4 separate regions of the Mus musculus genome follow, and all the other regions are linked to region 3. Evidence: chromatin contacts called from public Hi-C and HiChIP or PLAC-seq data. All regions are on one chromosome and are shown on one strand. Each heading gives the region's core, a stretch centred on a gene start, on an enhancer-like site or on the middle of the called end of the contact. The rest is flanking DNA. Distances are from core to core; before and after follow the strand shown. Region 1 overlaps Asap1 (ArfGAP with SH3 domain, ankyrin repeat and PH domain1). Region 2 has its middle 15 kb from the start of Gm30632. Region 3 overlaps Asap1 (ArfGAP with SH3 domain, ankyrin repeat and PH domain1). Region 4 overlaps Asap1 (ArfGAP with SH3 domain, ankyrin repeat and PH domain1).

Region 1 (2,700 bases), core at 139-2,638, 160 kb after region 3:
TCTTAGTGTTATTATTGTACAGCTATAGAGCTGAAAGGAATGTGAACAAGGCAGAAACTGACCCCAGGCCCTTCCCTGCCTACCCCATCCCCCGTGAGAGCTTAGACTCACTAGTCTGAGGGGGAGCTTGTTCCTGTCAGCCCCTCCCCACTCCTTAGAACATTGTACAATATTATCATCATGTTTTATGCCACTATGTCATTTCTCTGACTTCAAGAAGATTATAAGATATTTATTTAAATAACACAGATAAGTTAATGACTGTTTGATAAGTCCAGGTTTGATTTTTAATCAACAAAACTGATAGAATGAATAAAAACATTTATGTTTCATATAAACATAATATAAAAATATGTTTATATTAATAGGGACTTATTAGAGTGGCTTCCAGTTTGTGGTGGTATTAAAGAGTTGTTGAGGGGACTTAGTGTGCCTAATTTCTGTATTATATTGTGGAAAATCAGTAAATCCAGCTCGACAATGGTTGTCTCTTGATGGCAATGCCAAGAACCCTGTAGTTGTTTAGGTCATGAGGCTGGATGTCTCTGCTCTGTTTGAATATAGAAGTAGGGTCTAATACCTGTGAAGGACCCCTCAGCAGCAGGGCGGATGACCCTTTCCATGGAAAGCCAGGGCACACCGGCAGGAAGCAGAAGCTCCCTCCTCCACGGTCTTTTATATGGGCTGGCGCCAGCAGATGTGGCCGGACTTCAGGTGGGTCTTGTCACCTCAGGTGACCCAAAAAGGAGTCCTCACAGGTGTGCCCAGATGTTTGGAATTTAGTTGACCACAGATGTAACATCTCAGATCAGCAATGACAGTTGTCTCAGTCTGGAGTGCCTGGATGTTGTTGAAACCTAATTTACAACTTCTGTCTCTGACTTCATTCTGGTAAACCCCTGAAATGTGGTGGGCCTTTTGTAGGGAGTGGCTTTTTGAGAGTAACCAGAAAAGCCACAGGCATCCATTTGAGGGACTGATTCCGTTTTGTTCTGTTTTGTTTAGCTTCTCACATGAGTGGTGTTCATATGGTTAAGCTTACTCTGATGTCTCAAATGCTACCTTAGTTTTCATGCTGTGAGGTGACAATAAAATACACTTACAGTGTATAAGATGATGCTCAGGAGCCTTACTGGGATTTAGAAAAACATTAAATGAACGGGATTCATAAATGAAGAATGGCACATATATACTGCTAGACTCTATACTGTATACACTATACACAGGTTTCAAAAAAAGAAAACTGTAGCTTTGCCACACTTGTTAAGCTCAAGGACAATATTTGACTGCAGAAAGAGATTCTGGGGATCTAATGTAGTATGACAGAGTGCTAAAGGACTGCCTCTCAGAGAACATGGCCACTAAGCACTGATGCTATCCTCTAGACTAAGTCAAACAAGCCCATGTCTCAGATGATGAAACTGGAGCTTAGCCAGACAACTTACCCAGAGTACCACACTTGGGAGGAAGATGAGCCTTGCTCATTACACACACTGTTTTCATCACCTTCACCTGCTGTGTGACAGGGCTCACTAAGTATATCATAAGTTGCCTGTTGTATGTTGACCGGATAGGTTCTTCATTGGGAAGCTGCCTTCCAGTGGCTGTAAGTACCTGCTTACCATGAACATTAGTGAGGGAGTCACTCAAATGTAATCTGTGGCTAGTGTGACCTGTGGGTTGACCTTGTGGTTCTGTGATGGGGATCACATAGAAGTTGTACTTGTGGTAGGAAGTGTAGAGGTAAACACAGATGGCTTGGGTCTCCTCATGGGCTACTGGGACCTAGTGCTGCCTTTGTAGTCATAAACCAAGATAATACAGTGAGCTTTTTTTTTTAACCAGGGGATTTGGGCAGCACAATGACACTTAATCCTTTAGAGGTGACATTTAATCTTTTAGAAGTACAGTTAGGAAAACAGAAGTGGTTTATATCTTTCCATGATATACTCAAAGTGCAGTCCAAACTGTCACTATCCCAGTGACTTTGGCCTCATCCTGAGAAGCCATAAGAGGCCAAACATTGGGAATCTTTCCCAATGTGTTTTCATAATTTCCTTGTTTTCTTACAGCGCTTAAGAGACAGAAATCCCATTCAATAATGCTTAGAGATTTAAGAAACATTTTTGTATTTCTGATTGGAGATTACCAACCATTCACCTTCCTAAAATGATTTGAAAAGTACTCAGCAATTATGAAGGATCATGTTTATAAAATGTGTTCTTTTTTTTTAAACACATAAGCTTTGACAATACTGATTACTGAACAATGTAGAATAAAAAAATATTTTTTGAAAAACATTATCTTCATGGAAGACCTTAAGTTTGGAAATCATTTTGGAAATTTTTCTCTCTTATCTTTGACGTGTATTAGAGTACTTAAAAATACATGCAAAACTCAAAACCTGAGAAAGCAATCCTAGGCATTTTTCTCTTCCTTCTGTTTTTAAAGCCTTAATTTATTAATCTGTGATTTAGTCTGTGCAGCTCCTATCTCCCCCGCCCCCTTTACTTTTGGTAATTCATTTAAAATAACTGACCCTTTCCTAAGGGTTTAAAGTCTGTTAAATTTTTTTGATTTTTTTCTTTTTTAACAAAGATCAAGCATAGTTCCCCCTTCTTGAGTGTGACCCGGACTTAGAAACTCCCTTCTTCTGAATGAAGTGCTAACATAATTCCCTGTGATTTCAAAGGTCAGTTC
Region 2 (2,700 bases), core at 161-2,660, 160 kb before region 3:
AGGCACATCCAGATTTATTACCCTAGAATGCGAAGGTCATAAATGAGCCTCCAGAAAGACTCACCACTAAATCTCTTTGGCCCAAGACGCTTTGTCTCATCTGCCAGTCATGTCAATAATTCATCTTTTAACCAACTGGGCCAGTTTTGCCCCACCCAAAATTCTTGAATTCTTCAACATTCATAAAAATATTCATAGACAATTTCCCTCAGCCTGGGACTTAACACAATCTAAACCATTTTCATGGGGGAAACTATACTCTAGGACATATATGATATTCTAGAGTGCTCTGTACTTGGCAGAAATAACAGAGCTAACATGTCCATACCTTAGACAATAACTCCAGAGTAAATTAGAGAGCAGCACCCTCACATTATCTTTTCATATTAAATTTAGAATTCTCATGATGTTTATAAAACCTGACTCATTTTGTAATCTCAAAGTATGGCCTTGATTTTTTTCATAGTATTGATCTGAGGATATATCACACATGGTAGCAAGTCCTTCCTTGAAGCGTGACCTGTGCAGCATATCTCCATGTCTGCCTCAGAAATATAGTAAGAACATTTGTCACACCAGAACCTTCTAATGGGTGCATAGTATGCCATTGTCCTTGGTGATCCTAACTAATAGATTTTGATATTATAAGCAATGAATGATACCATGAATTCACTAGTATATTTTATCTCTGCATCCCTCCATGGTTTTTAAGGGTAAATTCTGAAAAGTGGGATTCTAGGTCAATGTATTTAGATATAAAGGCCTTTGATACACAGTGACTAAACCATCCACCATTAAGGTGGGGATGGTGTATACTCTGCAGTGGGAATTGAGCCTATCTGTCTCTCATAGACCCACCACCCTGGATTATTATGACTCCTTTACTTCATTGTTATTCTAATGGGAAAATAAAAGCATTCCCCATGTTTTTAAATACTGTGAGTGAGTATTTTATACATGCTGTTTGGTGGGTTTTAATTCCTTCTCTCCTGATGATTACACACATTCTTCACGTTCTGACGGAGGTTTGTTTTTTTTTTTCCTCCCCCTTATTGATTAGAAAGATTTCTTAAATATACCTGTCCACTCTTGCTGTCATACTCTGCCATTTTTCTAACCAGTCTTTGCCTTTTCTCTCCATCTAGTTTATCATGGCTTTGACATGTGGGTTTTTATCAACTATTAGAGCCAAATTAGTCACTCTTTTCACATTGGACTCAGGCCTTGTCATTACATTTACAGAGCTTGATTTATTTCCTAGTGTCGAGGCAGGGTCATGATTTTTCTTCCTATCAAGTTTAGCCTACTTCCCTTCAACCACAATGACAAGCATTCTGCACCCTTAGAGTCTTCATTACCTCACCCAGAGTTTTAGCTCTTCCTCTTGGCCCTGAGTCAGATGCAAATGTGAGCGGCACTATTCATGCGGCTTCATTTAAGTCATCCATCACCCCTTTTATATTTCTCTAATGATGTTCATTAGGCTTGTCTGAAATGTGGAGCCAAATGGAGCCTTCTCCACCAGCACCACTGCAGCCAAGAGGCCCGGGGATTATGGGAGAAATAGACTCTGCCAACTGGATGCCAGGCTTGATCTAACAAGACTGTTTAGACCAGTGTTTTTCCAGAAACTGCCACGCTAAGGACCTTCACTTAGTGGTCAAAATAATTTATTTGCCAACCAAATTCATCATGAAATGATAAAGAGAATAAATATACAGAAAATGACAATGGGTTTGACCATACATAGGCTAGCAATACCAACTGCACAGATCCTTAGATTCTCGATTAATTTTCTTGAACTTTTGAACTCACATTAGAAACAGTCTGGCCTCTACCTTTCCACCTTCACCAATGTAAACAAAATGTCCCACTCCCCTTTTTGCATCCTGTAAGCTAATTGCAGTATTATGACAGAGACTACCTATATGCCAGTTTATTTATTTAGAAAGTATTTTGCAAACTAATACTCTTATTTCCCTTTGCATGCTAGGAAGCAAAGCCATATAACTCAAGCTCTCAGTCCAAACTTGTAGAGCTTGAAATTATTAAAAGCTGGATTTGAACTCATACCTGTCTGTGTCCAAATCCCAAACAGGTTGTCTCCCCAACTGGTGGCTAATCCCACTGTATTCTTTGATAGCTGACAGAAATAGAAAGATATTTCTAAAGATGACTCCAAGGGCACTTGCTGGGGGATTTTGAATGATAGCTTTTGTTTCCATTTTTACATCTTTTCCTCATGAATACCCACAATCTGTCCTTCCTAGGGATCAATTTTCTTAGGACCATACTCTCCTGTTTCTTCTCCTCGGGTCCATATGTACCTCTTCACATAAGAGATGGGAGAACTGCACCTTCCTATGAACCTTGTCTACTCCAATCTTGCTTATCTCCATCATTTCCTGAGTTTGTGGTTTTACTTGATGAGTCTGAATATAGGTGGACAAACTCACAGCTGACTCTGTCTCTCCTGGCAGGGAACTGACCTTTGCCTTTCTCTGAGCCATCCATCATTCAGTGACATCACTGTGTTTCCTGTGAGCTAGTATTTAGTCTTATATATTGCAGTGGCTTGAAAGGGGATGATCCACATAAGTTCATAGTCTAGAACTCTTGGTCTCCAGTTGATGGAACTATTTGGGAAGGATTAGGGTGTGACCTTTACAGATAAGGTGTATCACTGAGGTGGGAGAACTT
Region 3 (2,700 bases), core at 54-2,553:
TACCTGATCCACCTCATTTTGATGCTACTCAGTAATAAGGGTACACTCTGTAAGCAGTTACTGTTGTGGGAGGAAGGAGGGAGGCCATGGACATAGAAAACCAGACTCTGCTATGCAAATGACTAGGGTCTGTTCTTTGACAATGACAATGGCAGCTTACATGTTCCAGATACTGATACGTTCCATCCTCTTAACTATTCCTGTGTCACAAGTGAGTGAACCAAATCTCAGAGCAGCAATTTTCCCAAGGTCACAGTTGAGTGACAGAAGCCAAGTTTGGGTTTCAGCAAGCTGGTGACACAGCTGCCATTCCCGATGTGAGCCCACCCAGTTCTACCAGATGGATCATACTGCCACTGAGATTGTCATAATTTGTGTTACAAGCAGTGAATGAAGTCAGCCTCGGGTCTCCACCTAACAATCTCATAGGAGCCATCATAATAAGTCTGAACCTTACCTAGTAACACTGGTATTATGATTCAGCCCTGTTTTATGGAGTGATGAAGTGAAGACTCAGAGAAGTGAGATATTTCTCTGAGGTCACACAGCAGGGAAGTGATTCTAAGCTTTTGGCTGCAAGGAACACAACTGGCTTAAAGGAGACATGAGGGAACTGGACTGGACCATAGGCTAGGCAATAGGCTGTTTCATTACAGTAGGGGACACACAGCTCCCTTGAATTATGATAATTTCATAAAGGGTCGGCTCACATGCATACACACACACACACTGGATGTAGAATTAACGTGAAACTAACCATAAATCTTACCCATTCATAATGTGTGACTATCATTTCTATGTAGTTTCAAGATGTTTTCTTCACCCACAAAGGAAGCCACAATGCCTCCTGGTTCCCCTCTCCCCCTCCCAGCCCTTGGCAACCACCAGTCATTTCTTCTCTATGTATGCACCTCTGCTGGATGCTTCGCGTGTATGGAATTGTCCGTGTAAGATTTCATGTCTGGCTTTCATTCAGCATGTTTTAGAATTAACGTTGTAAAGATCTACTCAGGCTGTGGTATAGTGCCAGGATTCCTTTTGTCTGGCTGTTTGCTTGTTTGGGGTTTGTTTCTTTGAGACACGTTCCTGCTAGGTAACCTTGGCTGCCTTGAACCATCCTGTCCCTTCATTCCTTTTTATAGCTCAGTAATTCCATTGTGTGGGTAGGCTGCAATGTTTATTCATTTACTAGCTGATGGACATCTAAGCTGTTGCTACTTTTTGGCTGTCATGGCAAGTGCTGCTATGAACATTCATTTACAAGTGTTTATATGAGTTCATGTCTTCAATTCCTTGGGGCATATGCCTGGGGTGGAATCGCTCAGTCATCAGGTAACTATTTTTAACTTTTTTGAGGAGCTGTCAGACCTTTGCAAAGTGGTTGAGTGATTTATTATTATTATTTTTTTTAACATTTCCACCAGCCAGCAGACCTTTGCCAAGACTTGATGTTGGACCATTTTCTTGTCTGTGGCCGAACTAATGAATGTGAAGTGGTGTGTCATGGTGGTTTTACTTGCGGGTTCATAATGACTCATGCCTTTAGCTGCTTCTTCCGTGCTTGCTGGCCAGGTCAAGGAGCTTTAGGAAGGTGTGGCCAGGTATGGGGTAGCGCAAGCTCTAGAACAGCAGCCTGGGGGTTCCTGTGGATATGTGGTTTTGAGGGGCAAAGAGCGAATGGCTGGCAGAGTCTCAGCAAAGGTGTGGGCTTCCTGGAGAGAGCTGAGACTTGGGCTGAGCTTGGAAGATGATCTTCAGCCTCCCCTCTTCCTCCCATCTACTAGGGGGACTCCTTGTTGACTGTGACCAGAGAGTAAAGAGCTGCTCTATAAGTTATGAGGTTGGCTAATGGCTGGTCCTTGAGTGTTGAGTGCTGGCCTCTTGCTGAAGTTGCTTGTGAGATTGTCTATAGTCCTGTGGGATAATCCCCCCTTTATCATTACTACCAGAGACACACAGAGAGCATCTTTTCTACAACAAATACTACTGAGAAAGGATTCTCTTTCTCATCCTCTCTCCTCCCTCCTCTCCCCTCCTTTCTTTTGGGTAAGTTTTCATTCCCTCTCTAAGCCTGTACCAAACGGTGTCTGGGCACACATGGAATAGATAACTCATTACTACAGCCAGGTTGCAGAGAAGGTTTCAGACTGGATGTATAGTCAGATACCAGCCTTTACTAGATCTGCCTGATGAGAGGCCTATTCTCCTTGAAGCTATCATGCTTTATTTGGATATCACCCACAGGCCAGTAACTCACTTGAAGCAAGCTTTCCAGAAAACCCCTGTCTCCCCTAAACGAGAGAGAGAGAGAGAGAGAGAGAGAGACAGAGAGAGACAGAGAGAGACAGAGAGACAGAGACAGAGAGAGACAGAGAGACAGAGCGAGCAGGGTAGGGTAGTGGATTCTCCCTGACCATATCCCATGAGCTCTGAAATGATGGAGCCATGGCTGAAGTTCATTCTCTCCTACTCTCTATGGGTCAGTTGTCAGTCTGTAAGTTCCACTTCTGTTTCCAGTAAGGCAGTGCTTGTCCATTCCCTCTTCAGAGATGTCTAGGTATGCCTTCTGCAAAGCTGGACTTCCCAGTTTGCTCCTTGCCAGGCCACCGCTTTCCACATCAGTCACAGCATGGAGGTGGGTGGTGTGAGGAAGGGCAGTTCTTTCAGCCTGTGTCTGCTGCCAGAACAAGTCAGGAAAAT
Region 4 (2,700 bases), core at 133-2,632, 210 kb after region 3:
TCCAAGAGCAAAGTCATTTTGCCTTGTATAGGTATTGATGTATTCTACTCAGGTTGGCTAAGAAGCAAAGTTTCATGACAGAAGGAGTATCTAGGAGGTGAAATGAGCATGAAGTGATTATATTTAACTCTACTTGAAGTTAATTAATGGGTTTTAATTGTCACTCCTCCTAAATATTTTGCAGCTAAAATTGTCATTTAACAGCATACCCACCCATCCCTTTCTAACACTATCACCTCTTGTTGCAAAATAATTAGCAAGTTAATTATTTTTAGTGACTTCGAGATAATAGAAACTATCTACCAAGTAAATGTGAAGGACGATATCCACCAGAGAGTTCTTGTCCTCCTAACATTTGAAAGAGTGCAAAGTAATCGAAACTATTTTATGAGAAATTAAAAGCACCCAGCAAACCACCTAACTGACTTCACCAGTTTCTAATGTGACTTGATTGAAGGACACTGTCTTAGTTTTGCTTCCTGGCGCTGTGATAAAATACCCTGACCAAAGCAACGCAAAAGAAGCACAGGCACAGCCCCAGGTTACTGTCCAGGCTGCAAGGACGTCAGTCAGAGAGCTGGAGCAGTCAGGAGCAGAGAGCAGTGAGTTAATGAGTGTGTTCTCGTGCTCAGCTCACGTTCCCTACTCTTGTGCTATCCAGGATCCCCTGTGTAGGACGTGGGGCATCCAGGGTGTGGGGATCTCCTCATCTCACTTAATGCAATAGCCATGAGCCCTTCCAGAGGTCAACCTGACCCTCACCAGACTCTCCACGAAGCTCCCTTCCTAGGTGATTCTAGAGTGTGTCAGGTTGACAATTAAAAAGAAAGTCAACGGCCAAACCTTTACCACAGAGCTTCAAATTTACAATGGCAGGTCAAATCTTAGTGGGCCAAATAGATGATGACCTGACAAGGTGCCACCAAGACTGACGACCTCAGCTTGGTTCCTAGACGCCTGTGGTGGAGAGCACCAACTTCTGCAAGTTGTCCTCTGACGTCAGCAGAGGGGCACACACAAATAAACAAATGCAAAAGGAAAAAAGCCTAGCGACTGTTAAAATAGCTATGAACAGGATCCCCAGATATTTGGAAAGATTATTCTTTCCTCCATCAAGTCAAGTTACTTTCCTTTTTTTTTTTTTTTTTTTTTTTACTAAATGTTCAGTGGAATGACTTACCTTCACCTTAGATAACAGCCCCGCTTCCTGAAAGAACTGCTTGCTGCTGAACTATTTCTAGGGCTGTAACTCTTCCCTTTCTAACAGTGATTCTATGCATTGTGTGTATGAAACACAGAAGTGTCTGAGAACTAGTGGGCCTTTCACGGTGTGGATGCAAGGTGACTCGCTCAGCATGTCACTCCTCCCTCTCTTCAGTGTGCCAAACCCTACCCAGAGCTTAGTCACCCACCACACACTTGCCGTTGGAAATGGGAAGTCCTGTGGTAAAGGTTTGGTTTTCATTGAATACCAGAAAGCATTCACAAAGACCTTAGATCAGTGACTAGGAATTGCATTCAGTTCAGAGGGTTGAGGTTTTACAGATTAATAGTGCATGTCACATGTCAGTGTAGCTTCAAAGAAAGTGATTTCCCTATCTCTGCTAGGGTGCAGGAGGTCAAATTGGAAATCAGTAAGGCAGACTCAGTGAGGTAGATACATTTCCTAGCTCTTGGCACAAAATTGCCCAAAGGTTTCAAGTTCATTGTTTATTTTCAGTGTTGCATATTTTTGCCTAAATGAGTTTGGAATTTGCATTTTTCTTTCCTGAATATGTAGTTGATTTCTCTCATGCTATCAAAACAACTCAAAATCTATTTCATTCTTTAGTTGTATGTGTTAAATTATAAGTAGTACGATAATTTTCCAGTACTTTCTCGAAACTAAATTCACTTTTCATTTATTGATATTGCTACTAAGCACCAGGTGGTGATGGCGGCACATGCCTGTAATCCTAGTGCTTGGGAGGCAGAAGCACGTAGATTTTTGAGTTTGAGGCCAACTTGATCTACAGAGCAAGTTCCAGGATAGCCAGGGCTACACAGAGAAACCTTGTCTCAGAAAACCAAACAAACAAATGGAAAAAAAAAACAAAAAAAAACAAAAAAAAAAACTTCTACTAAGCAAGCTGAATGGCCATTATTTCTCAATGAAGTAAAAATAATTTATGTACATTTATTAACCTATGAAAGTCATTAATTAGCTAATTTCTGGAATTGTAGAGAAAAAAATACAGATCTGGAAGGATTTATTGGACTACTGTACTGTGCTGACCAAGACCATGGTTGTATTTCAAAGTAAACTCTAGAAGCTGGCAAGGTGGCTCACCTGGTGAAGGTGCTTGCCTCCAGGATTGATGACTGACATTCAGTCCCTGGTACCCATGTGGTAGAGGGAGAGACTGATTCCTGGAATTTACACTCCTCCTCATACACACACACACACACACACACACACACACGAAATACATGCATACATTCATTCATACATACATACATAAGTGAGTACAAAAAAATGTAAACAGAAACATTAGAAAGTAAACATTAAGAAATTTTGTAAGAGATTCCTAGATCTCATTCTACCCCACAACCCTGTTCCAGATAATCTGATTTGTTCAATTTTATGGAAGGAATCTGGCCTGTTGAAAACAAACTTCCTTACAGTAAGGGAGAAGTGACTAATAGGGATGGAGAGATGAG

What was found. A called contact is a pair of places that touch in the nucleus more often than the background predicts. HiChIP or PLAC-seq counts read pairs in DNA pulled down with a chosen protein or histone mark.
Region 1: a contact with region 3 is called in a Hi-C map of pre-pro-B cells, with 3 times the contacts expected there. The contact joins two enhancer-like sites. A contact is called at or near these places in 3 of 484 Hi-C or Micro-C datasets (the N1E-115 cell line, pre-pro-B cells and uterus) and 4 of 9 other capture datasets (adipose tissue, embryonic stem cells, liver and 1 more).
Region 2: a contact with region 3 is called in a Hi-C map of tail fibroblasts, with 4 times the contacts expected there. The contact joins two enhancer-like sites. A contact is called at or near these places in 1 of 15 datasets of contacts at CTCF or cohesin (the NIH/3T3 cell line), 6 of 484 Hi-C or Micro-C datasets (the C2C12 cell line, the HL-1 cell line, adipose-derived mesenchymal stem cells and 3 more), 2 of 115 datasets of contacts at active chromatin or transcription factors (embryonic fibroblasts and pancreatic cancer cells) and 2 of 9 other capture datasets (adipose tissue and pancreatic islet).
Region 4: a contact with region 3 is called in a FOXA1 HiChIP or PLAC-seq map of pancreatic cancer cells. The contact joins two enhancer-like sites. A contact is called at or near these places in 1 of 15 datasets of contacts at CTCF or cohesin (the NIH/3T3 cell line), 6 of 484 Hi-C or Micro-C datasets (the AML12 cell line, the G1E-ER4 cell line, embryonic fibroblasts and 2 more), 3 of 115 datasets of contacts at active chromatin or transcription factors (the NIH/3T3 cell line, bone marrow-derived macrophages and pancreatic cancer cells) and 3 of 9 other capture datasets (adipose tissue, liver and pancreatic islet).

The regions. Positions count from the first base shown.
Region 1 is chr15:64,204,784-64,207,483 of GRCm38.p6, reverse strand. All of the region lies in intron 4 of Asap1 (ArfGAP with SH3 domain, ankyrin repeat and PH domain1), which reads left to right. Among named protein-coding and RNA genes, the nearest start is that of Gm20717, 110 kb to the right of the region's middle. Within about 2 kb of position 1,388, at least 34 of the 459 cell types and tissues checked have an H3K27ac peak or open chromatin away from gene starts, as enhancers often do. A contact at or near this core is called in pre-pro-B cells, where this site is marked.
Region 2 is chr15:64,518,096-64,520,795 of GRCm38.p6, reverse strand. No RefSeq gene overlaps it. Among named protein-coding and RNA genes, the nearest start is that of Gm30632, 15 kb to the left of the region's middle. Within about 2 kb of position 1,410, at least 29 of the 459 cell types and tissues checked have an H3K27ac peak or open chromatin away from gene starts, as enhancers often do. A contact at or near this core is called in the C2C12 cell line, the HL-1 cell line, pancreatic cancer cells and 1 more, where this site is marked.
Region 3 is chr15:64,362,869-64,365,568 of GRCm38.p6, reverse strand. All of the region lies in intron 1 of Asap1 (ArfGAP with SH3 domain, ankyrin repeat and PH domain1), which reads left to right. Among named protein-coding and RNA genes, the nearest start is that of Asap1, 19 kb to the left of the region's middle. Within about 2 kb of position 1,303, at least 86 of the 459 cell types and tissues checked have an H3K27ac peak or open chromatin away from gene starts, as enhancers often do. A contact at or near this core is called in the C2C12 cell line, the HL-1 cell line, the NIH/3T3 cell line and 5 more, where this site is marked.
Region 4 is chr15:64,154,718-64,157,417 of GRCm38.p6, reverse strand. The region is part of intron 11 of Asap1 (ArfGAP with SH3 domain, ankyrin repeat and PH domain1); the gene reads left to right. Among named protein-coding and RNA genes, the nearest start is that of Gm20717, 58 kb to the right of the region's middle. Within about 2 kb of position 1,382, at least 65 of the 459 cell types and tissues checked have an H3K27ac peak or open chromatin away from gene starts, as enhancers often do. A contact at or near this core is called in the NIH/3T3 cell line, bone marrow-derived macrophages, embryonic fibroblasts and 1 more, where this site is marked.